Regions from separate parts of the Gossypium hirsutum genome. Here region 2 is linked to region 1. The links are chromatin contacts, called in public Hi-C maps. All regions are on one chromosome and are shown on one strand. Each heading gives the region's core, a stretch centred on a gene start, on an enhancer-like site or on the middle of the called end of the contact. The rest is flanking DNA. Distances are from core to core; before and after follow the strand shown.

Region 1 (2,818 bases), core at 313-2,812:
AGTGGGTGTTATCTCGTCATCAGAGAGTGGGAAGGCTTATCCAGCAGGTGGTTCCAAAAACAAAAGGATATTGTTCCTCTGGTTAAGGCAGGTGGTTACCCGAGACATTATCTGAAGTGGAGTCAAAGGGGAGGCCAACACCATCTATCTTGCTGACATTTGTCCAGATGGAGGAGGGATATAATAGCCTTATAAATTATTTAAGGATTAATGTTTTTCCAAGGGAAGAAGGGGAATAACATTTATTTTAATATATTTGACTTTTTTATATCTTCTTTGGATTTATCATTTGGGCAAGACCGACTGGTTTGTGTTCTTTATGATCTAAAGCTAACAACCATGCGATGTAAAAATCTCATGCAATGGTACTTGTTCCTTTGAATAGTGACGATACCAAGGTAAGGAAAAACTTTGTATTATTAGAGGACGAAGAAGAAAGAAAATATACGAGGGAGAGGAAAGGAGAAGAGAAAGAAAAAGAAAAAAAGAAAATTAAAAAAATATATATTAAATGTAATTAATTTGTCATGTGTCGCGATTTTATTCATCCAAAGTTACACATGGTTATTTAGTAGTGTTACATTTTTTGACCAAAATATGGGACAAAATAAAACTATAAGACTACTTATGATAAAGAAAATTTTAAGGGTCAATTTGAGAATTAGGGTATAATTCTAGGATCATTTCACTATTAAAACCTATATATTTTGAAGAATTGATAATTTATAAAGTCAGAGCTCAATACTTGGTTTAGGCTCAATCGGACATCTATTTTTAAGCTCAAGCTCAATTGAGATATAATCGAGCTCTCAATTAAGCTCTTGTACCAGTTTTTGTACTCAAGCTCGACTCAAAAATTAAGCTTAGAATTAATAATATTTGTTAAGGGTAATAACGTAATTTAATTATATAAAAATATGAAAAACTCAATAAAGCTTGCATGCTATTTGACTTAAGTATTATTAAGCTCGAATTTGGTTTAATAATTACCGATTCGAATTCAAAATTTTCAAATCGAACTCGAGTAAATTGCAAACATCATTGCCTCATTTACCCTAATTTGGAGTATTTCTTCGAAGTTGTCGTGTAATTTTTTGGGTGAATAAAAAACATTACGAGGAATTACTTTGAATTAAAACCCAAGCCATCTTGGAAGCGTTTCGAATAGTTGGATACCACCACTATTACAAATAATCATTTTAGGTAGATTATCAACCTCTTCATTACACTCTCTGGATATGTAATAAATCGATCAATACACAATTTTGGTCAATTAATATTTTGATTTTTCATGCTACTAACATGAAGGTTGTACGTTGAATTCCTACGGTCCGAATAAATTTGTGCTTTAAGCAATTAGTCATGTTTTTTTAAGTCCTAATTCTACTGCCGTGTTTTAGGCCATGGAGATATTATCTCTAACTGTCCACATCTTCCCCTGCATGTGGGGTTCACATTAAACTAACTCAATCAAACAGTGCCTTGTCATCGAGCCGTGTGGAACTCAAGTAACCAATCAGATCAATCACACACGTATATAAATACACAATCAATCCCATCTCCCCATGCTTCTCTCCACCGGACTTTTGAACTTCATTTTTCTACCGATTGTTTGTTTGGTTTAAAAAGAGTAGAAACATCATTTTCTTCCAATGGCACCAAAGGCCGAGAAAAAGCCTGTAGCAGAGAAAGCTCCAGCCTCAGTGGAGAAAAAAATATCAAAGGAAGGCGGGGATAAGAAAAAGAAAAAGATCAAAAAGAGCACAGAGACTTACAAGATTTACATTTTCAAGGTCTTGAAACAAGTTCATCCTGATATCGGTATCTCAAGCAAAGCCATGGGGATTATGAACAGTTTCATCAATGATATATTTGAGAAATTGGCTCAGGAAGCTTCTAGATTGGCCAGGTACAATAAGAAGCCAACGATTACATCGAGGGAGATCCAAACGGCAGTGAGATTAGTTTTACCTGGCGAATTGGCAAAACACGCAGTCTCTGAAGGTACCAAAGCGGTTACCAAGTTTACCAGTTCTTAGATTTATAGACTTTTTGTTTTGAGATTTTAATCTAATTGCTACGATATTACATTATATATTATATTTCTTTTGAATATATGTTATACTTAAATGATGCCTTAATGTCCTAGATGCAATAGATTAAAGAATGGAACTTGGCACTTTTTTTTTCTTTTAACTTTAATGTTTTTTTATTTATCAATTATGATGCTAAATAGCTATCCAGTTTCTGTTATGATCGTCAATTGAACGAATTGAACCATCACTTGTCAAAGTTTCTTTTAGAGACTCTTGAATTTTGATCGATTTAGATTTCTTTTAATCAATTTAAATAGTTTAAATTATTTTAGAATCAAATTATTTGAGTTTGAGGGTGACACTAAATTTTTTGGGCGAAGTAATTAAATTATATATATTTTGATGATTTTATGTTTGAGTAATTTCAAATTACTTCGGGATTACTTTTATATGATTTGTGTTGTTTTTAGTTTCTTAGCTCTGAATTTGGGTTATACTTGTTTGATGGTCAAAGGTTTGTTCGGTTTCAAATTGATAGGGATGAATTTTCTAATTCAAATCAAAATCGAGAATTTTAGATTTTTAGATTTAGAAAAATAATAAAATTCAAGTTTTTTTAATTAAATAAAATTTAATGGTATAAAAACCTTTTGATTTTTTTAGAAAACTAATTAAGCCTTTGCAATTTTTTCAATTAAATTGAGTCTTTGCAATTTATTTTTTTAGTACGTACAAATTAATTTGTAATATTGATTTTCTTTTTAAAATCTTATTACAATTTA
Region 2 (2,846 bases), core at 312-2,811, 200 kb before region 1:
GGAAGCTCTGTCATATAGTAAATACTTAGCATCGGCATGCACAGATATTGCAGTATCCGAATCATCGGCAAAGCTATTACTATCTTTTGCCGATCCAGTTTCCAGTACATCACAAACAGCCCATGTCTTTCCTTGGAAAGTGCATGGACTGAACCCCTCTACTTGTGTGATACTGCCAAACGTAGGAGGCTTCAAAGATGAGCTTTGCTTCCAACATTGATGCTTTGATAAAGGCAAGCCCAATTGTTCAGGCTCTAATTTCCTTTTTTTGTTCAAATCAACAATGTTGATCGACTTCTCGAGAAAGCTGAAAATGATAATAGAATTGGGAATAAGTTAAAGAGGGAGTAGCTATATATATATATATCTCCAAAATGAAGAGGAGGGAAGGTAACCTACTTAGAAGATCGATTTCTTTCTAATATGCTGATTGAATGTTATAACAAACAAAAGCATCCAAGATGGCTAGGCCATTGATCATTATTGGTTCAAGGTTTTAAACGAGATCAACAAGGTACCTAAAATCCGATATAATATATGTCATGACTCGACTTGCTGGGCCATGTTCTGAGACACAAATAGGAATTGTTCTCTTCGAGTCTTGGTATCCATTTTGTAGAGTGCATTCTTTTGCATGTGAAGATGCGAGTTTAAATATGTGGAGATACATCTAAAGGTAACAAAACCTTGAGGGGCCTATAAATGATTAGCACAAGCGTAAATGACAATATCAAGGAATTAATAGTAATTTTCTCAATTATGAAAATTGTTAATTTGTCCCATATGGTTAGGTCTTGAAACTTCAAGTTAAAGGCTTCAACAAGTTCGAGCTTTGCTGAATTAGTGAGGACTTTATGGTATAGAGGATCATATCATTTATGTACAGCAGCAAAGTGAATGGTGTACGGTACCTCCTAATGCCATTAAAAAGCAATGAACAAAAATGAATAATTGACATCAACCATGACCTTAAATAAGTATTATGTAAGTTTATAAAAGGTTCTTTCTTTCACATCTGAAAATAGCAAGTGAAACAGAGAATATTCATTACCATAATTTGTAAAAATTTCCCTCAAAATATATACTGTGAAGCTAAAAGGGTAGAAGTAAAAGAACCCCACTAAGCAAAGAGAAGCACAGATGGTAAACGACAGTTGCAGAACTACTAAACAGCAAAGGATCAGATTAGATATATTAACTAACGCCCACAATATGTACCAAAAAAAAACTAACACCCACACACAAAATCCTCTTAAATTAGTAAAAATGTTAGCTGATCCACTAACATAGAAAAACAAGTCGCAAGGGATGTTGATATCGAAAAAAGATTCCATGATTCCAAGAGAATAAACTACAAAGTACATGCAATCAAAGCAGGTAAGAAATTAAAGACCCAGAAACGGAACCTCTTAATCTGAGATGGGTTGCTGGTTTCATTATTTGTTTCCATTTTCTGCCGGAAAATCTTCGACTCTCAGTTGAGGCTAAAGGAGGAAACTTTAACTAAAGGACTACCTTTTTCTCCTCGTTTGTGGATATCCGATAATAAATCCGCCATTTTTTCACTTCTCATAAAGTTGAAATTTTCATCGATCCTCGGTATGTGAGCGTGGCACTACTGTAACCAATAACGTGTTAACACGTTGTTTTTGTTCATGTTAATTGTTGAAGCGTTTGTTTCGTGTTTTGAGGGAGCGCGTGAGATGATAACTCAGTAAGGACCATGCTGTGGCCACGTGAGTTTCTCGTAGTTTGCGAGATGTTTCGGTACATAGAGATCCCACTATTCAAGTTATTACTCTTTACCTGCTGATTCTTAAATTCTGAATGTTTAGTAGAAAAGTGAGACAATATAAATAAAAATAAAAATAAAAATTCGAAAAATGAATTGGATTTTCAGTAAGATTTTTTTATTAAGGGTTCAATTCGATCTGAATTAGTCTAAACATTTTTTTTGCTATTTTGTTGTATTTTTTATTGTTTTACTGTTATTTTATTATTATATTATTTCTATTTTTTTGTTATTATTTAGATAATGTAAAACTCTTGTTTTATTGTTAATCTTACGACAATTTTAGAGATATTTGTTACCTAAGTTGCAGTTATCTTAGTGTTATTTAAGTATAATAATTTTTTAATATATTTTTATTTTGTTGGGAAATATTTATTTTAATGTTTTTAGTGTATTTGATGTATTATAACTTTCAACTTTATTTTTATATAAAAATAATCTAAAAATTAACACGAGCAGGCCAGATCAGGCTCGGGTTTAGTATTTTCAATCAAGGTTGAGTGTCGATAGAATTTTAAGCTTATTTTTCAGGTCGGGTGTAACACCCTTAACCCGTATCTGTCGCCGAAATAGGGTTACGGAGTATTATCGGAGTTTACAATACAAATGAACAGAATTTCAAACATTTCAAAACATATCAATAAATACATTAAAATCAATTCAAAATATACATATTGTCCCTTATACGAGCCCTTCAGACCCAAAATACGTGTTAGAAACAAGTCGGGACTAAATTGAAAACTCAGAGAATTTTTCAGATAATAGTAAAAATTTTTAACTCTGCATGGGTCACACGGCCGTGTGGCCAGGCCATGTGGGCATTCGAAATAGGGACACACAGTCGTGTCCCAGCCCGTGTCCGTACCCATGTAACTCTTAGACTTGGTCACACGACCAAGCCACACGCCCGTGTGCTAGGCCGTGTACACTTCGAAGTAACCCCACATGCCCGTGTGCCAGGCCATGTGCTAAGCCATGTAACAGCCTGACTTGCAACCCTTTGAAAACTACAAGGGACATATGGTCGTGTGTCACACATGGCTGAGACACACGC

Evidence for each region. Hi-C and Micro-C count contacts between places; a contact is called where the count stands out from the background.
Region 2: a contact with region 1 is called in a Hi-C map of leaf, with 1.8 times the contacts expected there. The contact joins the promoter of LOC107918439 here to the promoter of LOC107919511 in region 1. A contact is called at or near these places in 2 of 34 Hi-C or Micro-C datasets (both in leaf).

What each region holds. Positions count from the first base shown.
Region 1 is chrD13:27,457,281-27,460,098 of Gossypium_hirsutum_v2.1, reverse strand. LOC107919511 (histone H2B.9) reads left to right here and starts at 1,562. Exons shown (of 1, transcript XM_016848959.2): 1 at 1,562-2,196. The coding sequence starts at 1,653. The coding sequence ends at 2,039.
Region 2 is chrD13:27,656,707-27,659,552 of Gossypium_hirsutum_v2.1, reverse strand. It overlaps LOC107918439 (protein FAR-RED-ELONGATED HYPOCOTYL 1-LIKE), which reads right to left and starts at 1,561. Exons shown (of 3, transcript XM_016848004.2): 1 at 1,407-1,561; 2 at 1-307. The coding sequence starts at 1,450.